Linked DNA regions of Triticum aestivum: region 2 is linked to region 1. Evidence: chromatin contacts called from public Hi-C data. All regions are on one chromosome and are shown on one strand. Each heading gives the region's core, a stretch centred on a gene start, on an enhancer-like site or on the middle of the called end of the contact. The rest is flanking DNA. Distances are from core to core; before and after follow the strand shown.

What was found. A called contact is a pair of places that touch in the nucleus more often than the background predicts.
Region 2: a Hi-C map of leaf shows a contact between it and region 1, with 3 times the contacts expected there. The contact joins the enhancer-like site here to the promoter of LOC123132281 in region 1. A contact is called at or near these places in 2 of 5 Hi-C or Micro-C datasets (both in leaf).

What each region holds. Positions count from the first base shown.
Region 1 is chr6A:99,880,130-99,887,518 of IWGSC CS RefSeq v2.1, forward strand. It overlaps LOC123132281 (VIN3-like protein 2), which reads right to left and starts at 2,482. Exons shown (of 4, transcript XM_044552068.1): 1 at 2,270-2,482; 2 at 1-620. The coding sequence starts at 2,288.
Region 2 is chr6A:99,977,754-99,984,562 of IWGSC CS RefSeq v2.1, forward strand. No RefSeq gene overlaps it. Among protein-coding and RNA genes, the nearest start is that of LOC123132281, 99 kb to the left of the region's middle. Within about 2 kb of position 3,353, at least 1 of the 8 cell types and tissues checked has an H3K27ac peak or open chromatin away from gene starts, as enhancers often do. A contact at or near this core is called in leaf, where this site is marked.

The DNA.
Region 1 (7,389 bases), core at 1,232-3,731:
CCCACTCGGCAGAATGCCAGTTCTTCCATCCTTGAGAGCACACTCAAGATGGCATGATAGCCCGCAAGAATCCTTTTGCATGGGATGATCTGAACTACAGGACAACCATATGGTAGGGTCCTTGTTGTCATCATACTTGAAGCATATGCAGCATGAACAGCGTCTGCAAAATTTATCTTCCATGCTAAGAATCGCTCTGCATGCTATATTCCGGCAGGACCGCACATTATTAATTTGCACGGGTACAACTGCGGTTTGCGGATTGTTGACAGCAATCGGCAGTCGTGATGGATTGTCACTCTTCCTTTGACGTTTCGCAGGGTACTGATGGTTACTTGCGTTGGGATCGAGAGTTGGCTCCTTTTCTTGCACATGCACCACAGGGCCAGATGATTTGCCAGTCACCACCCTGAAGAGATAATCCAGCATTCTCTGCTTAGATAATCCAGTATATTTCCTTTCCCTTCCAAGATCAGCACAAAGAATCTCTACAATATCACGCCGACTCCATGACTGTAGTTTGTCAGGAGCAGTTTGTGGCCTCTTCGATAATTCACGAACAAGATCCTTCTTTTCATCCACACTCATCAATCGGCATTTAGCAGGTTCAATAATAGCTCCTGGAGGAAAGGAAACACAACCATATTAGTATATCACAATCCAGTTAATAAACACTGCAATCAATCTTGTGCACCAGTAGATTTTGAGATGCATAACCAGATATGCTTGCGCATCCAGAAGGTAGAGAAGAATATACCAAACAAACTTTGTAAGCACGCATATTGACAATAATGTATCAGCAATGTACAACTTGAGAACCGAAAATTTCAACTTCATTACAACCCAATATCCCACAGATATGTCAAGAAATAGCATGACAAATGAGAGACGGTAATTTAGATTGCCAGTTGCTACTAACAAGCATAACACATGCAAGAAAAACTCAATTTAAGGCCTCGGAATCTTTACATATGCATTATACCACAGTTAAGTTGGTTTGTACACGACATAACAAGCGCAGTCATGCACAACACTACCGAACCAAAAGCTGCTGGCACTGACTACAAGGCTACACTACATACCCTAAAATATACTCCCTCCGTTCTAAATTACTTGTCTTGGATTTGTCTAGATACGGATGTATGTAGACTCATTTTAGTGCTAGATACATCCGTATCTAGACAAATCTAAGACAACTAATTCGGAACGGAGGGAGTAGTAACTTTCAGGAAGATCTTCCAGTGCTATACTACGTACTCTAAAAACATAGTAACTTTCAGGAAGATCTTGCAATGCTATACAAACTCGAAATGCACCAGACAAAGTTCAACTCTTTTGAGGCCCTTCTGCAACTTTGGGTTAAGACTGGCAATGCCATTCTCTCTACAAAGGTTCAGAACTTGGCACCAGACACAGGCACATTAAGAGGAGACATGTGCATTGTACATACACCACCCAACAAAAATAGCATGAAACCACGAACCAGGGTTGGCACAAGGAAACCATCTACTTGCGCCCATAGACAGCAGCTTGACATGGAACGCGAGAGACTGACACGACTCCTGGATCCTAGTAACAGATTTAATCGTGCTAACCCCTGCCGTCCTTACAAAATCCGCAAAACAGATAAAACCATCCACATGCATGCGAACATAAGCCCCGCTCAACACAGCCGGCGTCCAATGGACGCCCCAGGAACCGAATCGCCGGCCAAAAGACCGAGGCTTTCCCCTCGAAACCAGACATCGACACGTAAATCCCTCGGGAAAACGACGTAAAGCCAAGGAGCCACTGTTCCCGGCGGACTCCCGCGGACGCAAGGAGCGCAATGCGCGCAGCCGTCGCCGCATGCAACGCCGAATCTGGCGCCACCGGCGGTAAAAAATCTCCCGCGACCCCATGCCCTGCCCCGCCGTACCGCCCACCAACCACCACCGGTACAGCCACGCACGCATCAACGACTAGTACTACCACCGGCTACCGATCGAATTCACCGCGCTGCACCGCCGCTAACCGACGGGACGCGTCGCCCGGACGAATCCTCCGGCGAAGACGGCCAAATCTCGGGCGCAGACCCCGCGCCTGCCGCCGGGAAACGCGCGGGCCGGCCAGGAGGACCCCGTCCCCGCCGGCCGGGCGGCAGATTCGGCGCGCGGACGGACAGATCGAGCGGCGCGGCATTAGGCCGGCCGGCCGGCGCCGCGCATCGACGGGCCCGCGGCCAGATGGCAGAGACGGACAGGGAGAGGGAGACGGCGGCGGCGCTGACCTGCGTAGGGAGGATCCATGGCCGGAGAGAGGGAGGGAGAGGGGGATCTCTCGCTCCTCCTCCTCCGCCTCTTGGCTTCACGTGGACTCAGCCCTCCTCTCCTCTCTCCTCCTCTGCTGCTACCCTCCCCCTCTCTCTCTCTCTCCTCCTCTGCGTCTCGCTCTTTCTCTCTCTACCCCCGCCCCGTATGTAGTACGAGCACGCGAGGTTAGCTCCCAGCCGCACGGATACCAAAGCCTGCGGGCGCCGCTTTTGCGTCCCACCCCCCGCCTTCCCGCGTATTCGCCGGCGGCTCCCTCCCGGCTTTCCGTATCCGGGACGGCAGGCCCGTGTGATCGCGCGGGGGTCAACACGGAGCAGTTAAGCGTTAGCTGGTTTTGGGTAGGCAGGGTTAAACAACCGCGGCTTGTGTGTTTTCACACTTTGGACGTAGACATGGAAAATAGGGCAATCTATGGCTATTCTCACACCAAATAATAAGATTGTGTAACCTTCCTTCCACATGCACAAAAGGCATGAGAGATTGTGCATAGTCATTGTGTGTTACTCATCTAACCTCGGTGTGTGTCTATACTATGATATGTCAGTTGAATGAAAAAAAAATGATGCATGAATTATTGATTGTATCAACATATATATGCCAATGATAGTTGCATTGCATACATATACAAAATACATAGAGAGAAAACAAATATAATGTACGAGTTCATATGTTTGAAAGAGAAGGATTTATATATTTTTTTCACATCGCACTATCGTCATCGTTAGTTTCGGATAAACGACTTCGTTATCCTATAGGTTGTTTGGCACCGATGACTTCCTGACCGTGTCAGTGTACAAGATTCGCTCGAATCTCGCGATCGGAAGGTTGCCAGAGTGGTTACGGCGGCGCGTCATCGGCCCAACGAGAAGGATTGGGGTGCGAGACTCCCTAGGGACCTGTTATAATATCCTTATTTTTCAGGGTTGGCTTGTACTGCTGATCCGCGGCTAATAGATCTGAGTATATTTGGATAATTGCATCCAGTTGTATTGCATTAATACTCTTCCGCCTTTCCAGCTAAGATACAGCGAATATGCCGTGTGCGGTGTCGTCGACGTGGTCCGTCTGTCGACACGTCGTCTCGACCAATAAGGTGATGACACATGTTATCCGGCCGCGTGCAGCCAATGGCATAGTTGTGCCCTCGCCAGCTGGCCCTAGGAACCTTTTTTACCCTTACCTACATAGATCAAGTATTGGGCAAGGGGTTAAGCCCAGCACAGCCCAATCACAAGATGGCCCAATTCCTTCCAAGCGTTTGGAACTCCCGACCTAGATTGGCGCGACCTTCATACAAACCAGAGTGCATTCATTAAAAAAAGGGGTCGGGCCTAAACCTAGCGTTCGACGGTGCCCGTCTCCAAGTCCTTGTTGTTCCCTTCCGGCAACCGCGACCGACATTTGCCGTCTCCATGAGCGGCGGGGATAAGACCCGCGAAGTGAAGGTGCGGTCACCGGTGAGGAAGAGCAGAACATGAGAGACGAACCGACCCACTTGGGACTCGAGGCCCACCACCTCCCATGCCTTACTCATCTTTGTTAGAGACCACGACCTATCCGTCACCGGTGGACGTTAGATCGATGATGGACGTGGACATGTCGCCATTGTCCTCTTGCCACATGCGCGCCGAAAGATCGGTGGCGGTGTGTAGGACACACAGCTAGTGGCGTTCCTCATCCTTGATCGCCTGTGCCGCCAGCGTCGCCTTCGCATCCCGCTACACCGGCTCTATGTTGCAAGAGGTTGCTTGAGCACGCACGACCTCGTAGAGCGCCCGTTTCTCGGCCACGAAATTGGGGTTCACCACGGCCATGGCTGCCACGGCCTCCTTACTCGCACGCTCACCGTAGATTTGGCCCTACGCCAGCCGGTGCAGCTCGAGGAGTAACAAGTTTTATTGTTGTTCCTCTTGTGCCTGCCGGAATGCCGACATGGGCGTCGGCGTAGGCTCCTTCTCCTCCATGGGCGGTGAATTGCGCCTGCTCCATGGTCAAGCCAGCATGCACCGACGCGGGCTCCGGCGTTGAGTCATTGTCGGAGCCCGTTTTCATCATGGGGTCGTCGTTGGAGGCCTCATGGGAGCTGGCCGGCATGCTGGCCTCAATCCGCATGGCATGATGGCTCTGCCAGGCGGCCGCAAGCGCAGCCACCTCATGCTTCTGCTAGGTCGAGATGCTCTCCCACAAAGTGGTCCCACTCACGATCATGGCGGATGTGTTGTACTGGAGGAAGATGTGGAACAGATGTGTTGTCATGTGTCGTGAGCTTTGTGTGGCCGCCTTTAAATAGCAAATTCCGGTGAGACCAAGCGTCCGGGTGCGTCAATGCGCGGGCGCTGGAGTTGGTTCCTTAGCCAGCGAGCCTGTTTAATGGCAGGAGACGGGCGGGCGTGGTAGATATCCCTCCCATCCCCTCCAATAAACGTCTCTCTAGCATTGAAAATGCGCGGACACCAGGGACTCAGCATGGGCGGTGCTCTCGACGGGCAAGCCACTTCAATGTTGGAGCTAGTGAGAGGTCATGTCCGTTCTAGCCCGGTGTCAATTCAGAGCGGCATGAATGTGGGTAGCTGGCTTCGGGCAGGAAAGCATGCGGGCGAGGGGGTGGGTGGGTGGGCCACGGTTATCGAACGCGGGCGTGGCAGCGGTACATACGCACGCAAAGCCCCTCATCCCTTCCAATTTGTTTTTGGTCTGCGGGAAAAAGTGCGCCCGGAGTGATACAAGACCGCGTTGGATGGCAAAACACGCCCAGACCACGTGGTCCATATGGTTGCGGGCGATTTGAGGGTCGGTGTCGTTAGAGATGCCCTTAGTATAGAAGAACGATCCAATTGCATGGCATTAATAATCTTTCGCCTTTTCAACTAAGATCCGATGAATTCGTCGTGTGCAGTGTCATCAACGTAGTCAGTCTATCGGCACGACATCTCCACCAATAGGGAGAAGCCAGTTGTTATCCAGCCATGTGCAGCCAGGGACAGAGCTGGGCCCTCGGCACCCAGCCCTTGACTTTTTTTACCCTTACCTACATAGATTAACTACTCAGCCTGGTGTTAAGCCCATCACAGCCTAGTCACAAGACGGCCCGATCCCTTTCAAGCGTCTAGAACTCCCGACCTAGATTGTCTCGCACAGTCACACTCATATGCATGCTCCTATGCTCACGTGGTCTCCCGACCTAGACCGTTTCCGACCTAGTTGGTTCCAATTAGGCGCATGTTAAATAACCATGCTACACGCGACTTGTCTACTTTTCACACTTGGAGGAGGCATTCAAATAGCATATGGATCTATGTTTATTGTCATGCAAAATAATACATTCGTCCACATGCACAAAGGGCATGAGATTGTCTATCGTCACCGCATGTTACCCATCTAACTGTCGATGAGTGTCTATCCTATGGTAGATCAATTGAATAGAAAAAAGTTTAACACGTGATTTACTTGTTGTATCAACATATATGTCAAATGATTCCTATGTGAAGCACATGCATGCATAAACATAGTACATAAATAGAAAACAAATATATTGTACAAGTTCATATGTTTGGAATAAAAATATGCATTTCTCTATCACACAATACCAGAATTAGTATAGAAAAATGCATCCAATTGTATGGTATTAATACTCTTCCGCCTTTCCGACTAAGATATAGTGAATTTGTCGTGTGTAGTATCATCGGCGTGGACTATCGACACGCCATCTCGTTAAATAGTGCAATGACAGCTACTGCTCTCAGCCATGCATGTGCAACCAGGGGCATAGACGGGCCTTCGGCACCCCGGCCCTGGAAGTTTTTTCACTCTTACCTACATGGATTAAGTATTGGGCTCAGAGTTAAGCCCAAGATGGCCCATGCACAAGAAGCTAGCCATGATCCCTTTCAAGTGTCTTGAACTCCTGACTTATACCGCCTCGCACGGTTGCACCCATACACACATTCCTATGCTCATGTCGTCTCCCGATCTAGACAACTTTTGACTAGTTCTGATTCAGCCAATGTTAAACAAACATGCCACTGTGGCTTGTCTACTTTTTACAATTTGGACGTGACATGCAATTAGTCGCACGAAATATCAATATATTTATTGTCACATGAGATAATACTAATGGATGGTTTTGGTTAGGGCTTAAATACCATGCCACCCCGTGGTGACATGCAAATAAGTGCAAATAGCATATGGATCCATTTTATTGTCACACGAAACTAGGAGATTGTGTAACCTTCCACTTGTCCAATGGGTACGAGATTCTAGATTGTCCCCGAGTGTTACTCATCTAACTGTCGATGAGTGTCTGTGATAAAGTGGATCGCTTCTTATGTACTCGCTCAGAATGTTTCTTCTCTATCTATAGTTCATGGCATATTAGAAGTAGAAGGTGCTCTGGTGCAATCCTTACCGATAGAAAAAGATTGCAGTCAAGTTGATAATAGTCGAGTAACATTACTTCATCGGTCCGAACTAAGAAATCTGATAGAAATGTCTTGAAATGGATATTGCTCTCTCTTTGATCAGGGAGATCAACTGGACAGAACAAGATTTATCTGTGATTTTTTTATTGTATCGGCATATATGTCAGTGACAGTCATATGTGAAGTGCATGCGTACATAAACATAATGCTTATCTTTCTCAGTACAATGGCAATATTTGTATAAACACAACCATTTAGTTATACCATACTAACGATCGGTCTCCTACTTTTCCAACTAGGAAACAATGTGAAATTCACCGCGTCTGACGTTATCGATGTTATCCATCTATCAACATGACATCTCGACAAATATGATGATGCCAATGGTTATCTGGTGCAAGCGGCGTACTCAACTTCGTGTGCTTGTCAATACGTAGAAAGCGTCGGCACGTTTCGTTCCACCGATTAGCTCATCTATCGACAGTTTATATGTATTCTCTTTTTCTTTCCCGTTAAGACCCATAGTATCCAAAAATTATCGTGCGATCGTGACAGCTCGTGTCTATTGTCAACTCGTCATCATGGCATTTAGCTACACCATATATAATCGTGGGCGCGAAACGCAATATGAGATAGCCCGGAGGGCGTGTGCGCTAAAA
Region 2 (6,809 bases), core at 2,103-4,602, 98 kb after region 1:
AGCCATGATGCAAGACGTGGTGAGAGATATTCTCCATATTGGTACTGTTACTTTTGAGGAAAAGTACCTAGGCCTTCCAACGCCCGAGGGTCGCATGTCGCGAGGTAAATTTCAGAATCTGCAGTCCCGGTTGTTGAAAAGGATTATTGCGTGGGGCGACACCCTCTCTCTGGCTGGCAAGGAGACTATGATCAAGGCAGTAGCTCAGGCCATCCCTACGTATATTATGAGCGTTTTCAAGTTACCTATGTCTGTCTGCGATGATCTGAACAGAATGGTCCGGAATTTTTGGTGGGGGGCATCGGAAGGCAAGCGGAGAACACATTGGATATCATGGCCAAGTATACAAGCTCAGAAAAGCAAGGGTGGCTTGGGATTCAGAGATTTCCGCCTCTTCAACCAGGCGCTCCTAGCGAGACAGGCTTGGCGTTTGCTAACTAATCCCACCAGCTTGTGTGTGCAGGTTCTCAAGGCACGGTACTATCACGACGGGCGCCTCGAAGATACGGTATTCTCGGGGAATGCATCTCCGACTTGGCAGGCGATTCAGCACGGCCTCGAGCTCTTGAAAAAGGGCATCATATGGCGCGTCGGGGGCGGGCAGGACATCCGCATTTGGCGAGACCGGTGGCTGCCTAGGGAGCCATCACGCCAACCCATATCCCTGCAGGGTACGTGCCGCCTAAGGAGGGTGGCGGAGCTCCTGGATGGCGAGGGGTCCTGGCGCATGGACCTGCTCCGCCGCTACTTCCTCCCTGCGGATGTCGACGTCATCACCAGTATCCGTACGTCGACCCGCGTCACCGAGGATATTATTGCATGGGCACCGGAGAGGAACGGTATCTTCACCGTTCGGTCCGCCTACCGCCTGGCCATGGACGAGCGCGAGCGTCCTTCGGCTTCCGCCACGAGCAGGGCACCGGATGGTCGTCGCGCCATCTGGAAGATCATATGGGGGTGCCCTGCTCCCCCTAAGGTACGCGTGTTCGCTTGGAGAGTCGTCACCAACTCACTTGCTACTTGGGCCAATAAAGCCTCGCGACACCTCGAGCTTACTGACATTTGCCCCTTGTGTGGTGTTGAACGCGAGGATGGATTCCATGCGCTTTGCAGGTGTCCCCTGGCAAGAGAGCTCTGGCGAGTTATGACCTTGGACTGGAACATCCCCAAGGTGGAGGCCATCGTCAACACTGGCCCAGAGTGGATCTTTTCACTGCTGGACCCCTTGGATGAGACGGCGAGACTGGTGGTGCTCATGACCATGTGGAGAGTATGGCATGTCCGGAATGAGATCACACACGACAAGGCGCCGCCCACTGCCGAAGCCTCTCGACGCTTTTTACACGGATACATCAACTCACTCTTGTGCATACAACAACATCCTGATGGTAACCTAGAGAAAGGGAAGATGGTGGTCCTGCCTTCACCACCACGCGCTCCAGAAAGTACGACGCCCAAGGTGCGAGCACACTGGGTACCGCCCCAGCCGGGCTGGGTTAAGTTGAACACGGATGGGAGCTACATAGCGGCCACAGGTGCGGCGGGAGGAGGTATGATCCTGCGTGATGACAGAGGCGAGATCATCTACAACGCATGTAGGGAGCTACGTACATGCGACAACGCTTTAGAGGCGGAGCTAGCAACGTGCAGAGAAGGCTTGGAGCTAGCCTTGCACCGATCTAACCTACCTATTCTGGTTGAGTTGGATAGCGCGGAGGCGGTGTCGATGATTACAGCACGCGAGATGGATAGATCATCACATCGTGCACTTATAGAGGAGATTCGTAGGTTGGCTGGAAGCGATGCTAGGGAGATCTCTTTTACTCTTTGTAGCCGTCTGCAGAACAGGATTAGTCATGAGCTGGCCGCCTATGGCCGTAGCACTCCGCGCACAGCAGTCTGGCTTACTGCCGGGATGGATTTTGTTGTAAACCTGGCTCTCGTTGAGAAGCCTCCTTGAATAGAATTCCTTTTTCCCCGCAAAAAAATATATATGCATCTCAGTTGTAGGGCGTAATACTTGTACGTGCGCACATGTAGGTGCGTAGAGCAATAATACAATATGAGTAGCTAGCTGATGCGCACAGTACTTACCGAGTCTAGATAAAAACAGCGGTACTGCGCACTGATTAACTGGGCCCCGTGATGTATTTTCGTCTATGGCTAAGGTACGTACGCCCATCCACATCCACATCCACCGATCCGCCGACCGATCATACATATGGATCATAGAGCACGAGTACGTAGCGCAAGTATTTTCTCCAGCATACATATGCAACAAGCCATCGACAATGAGAAAAGAAAACAATACTCCATCACGCGTCAAGTCGTTGTCCCATACGCGTTATTATCACGTACGTCCGTGAGGGCAGGGCTCCGCCGCCTCCTCCTCAAAAAAAAAAAGTTAGGGTTCGTGTCTTTTGCCGGCATCGGCGCAATTTCGCCTCGTCTCCGGTGGCCCTAGGATCCTGGCAAGGGCCGGCGAGAGGGCTCCGTTTTTAGTCTTTTTTTAATCTTGCTAGAGTTTGTGTCCTATTCAGGAAGGCGAGACGGCGGCCTCCCTGGAGATGGAATAAAGGTTATCCCGTCTAGCCCTCGTTCCGGCGATGCGTCTAGCATCGTTGGTGGACGTGTGGAGGTGTCTCTCCGGCAAATCTATTTTTGATAGATTTGTTCGGCTCTCGTCGTTGTCTGTCTATGTTCGCGTGTCTTCGGTTTGGATTCTTTCGATATACGTTATTTTTCATTGACGGTGGTTGCTGTTCTGGGATGCTGGTCTGTCTACGTTCGCGTGTCTTCGGTTTGGATCCTTTCGATATACGTTATTTTTCATCGGCGTTGGTTGCTGTTCTGGGGTGCTGGCATTAGCACGACGACTTACCGACTGTCTACTACAGCAAGTTGTGTCCGGCTCCAAGATAGAGGGGCGATGACGGCGGCGCGCCTTCGACTCGCTTCGGTGCTTGTAGTCGTCATTAGGTGCTCTACGGATCTGTATGTAATTTTTATTTCTGGTGTTTGTTATATTGTCATGATTGAAAATGAATAGATTGAAAGTTTTTTAAAAAAAATTAAAAAATACTTCATCGACAACTGGCTTCACCATCACGTACGATTAATGTACGTCGAGTCGTCGTAAACAGACAATTATAAATAAAACCGAAAAAAGTATGCTGGACGGCAGACGCTGCATGTACGATCGCCATGCCATGCGTTCAGTCAAAGCGTGGCGCCGTAGATAGGTATTATACGAGTCGCAACTCGCAAATCATGCAGTACTGGATGGAGACTAGTAGTACGTGACAGGGAGGGTGGCGTGGTATGGGCATCAACGGGTGGGTCCTGCTCCCTTTCCCCGGCCGATCGTCTTTCTGTTGGGGGTTGGGGCAAGGGATACGATACGATACGCGGCGGGGAGCGAAGAAATAGGCGTCGTTGCCTTTCCCGGGGCCGGCCGGTCCGGCTCTATCCGGCGCCGGAAAAGGGAAGCATCGACGATTTCTCACTTCTCGCCCGCCCAGCAGCATCGACCTAGTACGCAGATGCGTCCCATGGATGCCCCCGATGCTATGCGGCCTTCCCAGAGCCGGACGCGCGTGTCGAACGGTTTGAGGCGCGGCCGGCCGGCCGGGCAACGTACGTACGCCACTGCTTTTTTTTACTGAAAAACTGTAAGGAAATCCCTTATATAATATAATTGATGCAACAAAGCCAAATTATAAGTACCAGACCCTGTTTTTGGCTCGCTTCCGAAGAGCTAGTCAAAATTTCTGACCATCGGTGCGTGTCGCTGTGTTGTATCGTGGTATGGGAGAGTGCTGTCTACTTGCTCGGAGGCCTAGCAAAACTTTTTATTCTGAAATTGTGATGATCAAAACGGAGAGTTCAAGGGTAGAGGTAGTCCCGGAATCACAAAAACAGAATTCGGTAAAGAGAAAACAAACATGTCATATGGGCTCATATTTTCCAAAGAAAAATGGCTTTTGTTTCATTGTGCAATATTGCCATTTGGTATAAATATTTCATCCAGCTGTGCGATGTTAATGATCGGTCTTCAGCTTTTCAAGTTAAGACATAGTGCGAAATTCTGATAAGTCAAGGCTGAGCATGGGTTCATCTGCACCCTCTGAATAGTAAGTGCAAAAGAATAGTAAAAAGACAAAAAAAAAATCTAAACTTCTTTTTGCATAGAAGATGCTCAAGTGCGTTAGGAGCGTAAGAAACATCAGGGTTAATTGACATCGGAGGAGCCCTGCACACAGAAAAAAGCAGCTCCAACAGTGCATTCTTTCAGTCTTTATCTCACATGCCAGAATTTGGTTATTATTGCCACAACCTCCTCAAATGTTCAAACATCACCAAATTTTGTGCACACATTGTGTATTTACCGATTTAACTATTGACGAGCGGGAGCATGTGAGCCCGGGCTCGGAATCGGTAAGTCATACGGAATTCATTGTATGTAACATCATCGGTGTTGTCTGTCTATAGACATGACATCTCAACAAAAACGATGGTGCCACTGGTTATCCAATGAATGCGTTGGGCACCTAGGGGCCTAGGGTTCCTCCGTCTGGGTTTATTAGTCCTCTTCGTATTTTGTATCAAACTTTGCCCTTAGATTAACTAATAAAATATTGATGTATGTTATAAAAAATGATATTGAAAACTATGTTCAAATACGAATCCAACGATATAATTTTTTTGACATGCACTAACATTTTGTTAGTTAAATCTATAGTTAAAATTTAGCACCAAATACGAATGAGAACTAATAAACCATGACGGAGGTAGTAGTTGTTATCCGTTGCATGTGTCTTACTCGACGTAGAAAACCTCGACACGTTTCATCCCGCCGTTTAGCTCATGTAACCACAATTTATGCATATTTTTCCCTTTCCCCAAAGGCACCCAAAAATTATCATGCAATTGTGATGGCTCGTGTCCATTGTCAACCCGTCATCATGACATTTAGCTACTCCATATATAACTGTGGGCACGCAACAAAATTTTAGATAGCCGAAGGGTGTATCTACTCAGAGGCCACGCCAATCATCCCAACACGTCATCGCAAGGCATTAATCAGGTCCGTAATAGTAGCAAAATCTCACAGTGAACCAAGGCTAAATCGAATTATAGGGGACCTGGCAATTGGCATGGCATGGAGCTAGTCTCGTGGGAGGGAGCGCCGATTAGTCAGACTAATCAAGAGATTCGGCAGGATCGGACGGCGGCCGGCCGAGCAACGAGGGGGCGGCCGGCGCTTTATGATTGGCAAGGCGGACCGCAGTGGGTGTGGGGCTCCCGCGCTAGCCGTTGCTCTGTTGCGTGCTGGCATCTTCGTCCTCCAAGCTGATTGTGGACCGATCTTCGCCAATAACAACGAGTGGTGAAAGGCTACTGGTTAGGCCATCTTCAATAGTTTGTATATTAGTTTGTTGATAAAATATGTCATGTCATCAACCAATATCTTAACATACAACAACTTTAATGTGTTGTATCTAGTTTGCCCAATAGAACGTGAGATAACAAATGAGGTGCTCTCTCATTCTACATTGGAGTTTGTGCAATGAGTGTTGGTTCATATACATACAACCTTCCTCTCTTTCCTCATTTATTGTATGACACATCATCAAAAATCCTATGTGACAAAATCTACCAATAGCTATCTTACAATCATTGGAGATGCCCTTAGGCTGGTCACAATGGGCAAGAACATAAGCTAGTAACTTACACACTTCCCTAGACTATGCTACTACCTTCATAGTGGGTAGGAACATCTATGTAGTGTCATGCAACGATGTATTTATTAGGTTATAGACTCATTGTTTCTTGGAGTGTGTGATGTTCCGGTAACTTAGCTAGTTACCACAAGCATCTCTTTTTTCATTAAATATGTGCCACATAAGCAAAGTTGTATTGAAGTGTGTGATGTTACTCCTAAGTTCCTCTCCATTGTGACCAGCCTTAGTAGGAGTATATCTTATTTTGTGGTTTGTCTTTCCTTTTCCATGGCTGCTAAAAATACTTTTATGTGGACAGCGACGTGAAATACTCCTAACTACTAGCCTAGTCTCACAAAAAATAATATGGATAATAGTCTAGGTTAGGAGCACTACTGCGTGGTTGATATTAGTACATTATTGTAACTAGCGCGTTGTAGGAGTATAAATATAGAATAACTCACGGAAATAAATAAAGCAGAAGACTTCCTTTAAAAATGAGTGTACCGCGTACGTGCGCACATGTAGGCGTGTAGATCAATATGGCTGCCTAGCTAATCTCAAAAGAAAAAAAAATATGGCTGCCTAGCTTTTTTTTTGAGCAACAATATGGCTGCCTAGCTAGCTGATGCGTACAGCCCTCTCCAGCTGAAAAACAGTATTACTGACGTACGTAACGCTAGCTATTTTTTTTTCCAGTTTATTATATTCGAGCCAACAATATACTGTGTCGCAGTCCATCGATCACTCCCCCGGTAGTACGTGACGGAAGCGAGTCGCGACTCGCGATTAATGCACGTCAAGTCGTCGTAAATAAACATTAAAAGCGAAAAAAATCGGTTGGAAGGCATAGGCAGAAGCTGCATGCAATGTTCAGTTAAACTGTGGCACCGTTCGGCGATACAGGTATGGCGTGGTGAGGTGGCCCCGCTCCTTTCCCCGACCCGGTCGTCCTACTGTTTAGGACTTGGGATAGATATATGTGGTTGCCTTTCCCGAGGGCTTGTTCGGCTCGATCCGGCCCTCCACCGTCCAACAGAAATTGAAGCATCGCTTCTCAATACTCGCCCAACAAGCAACATCTAC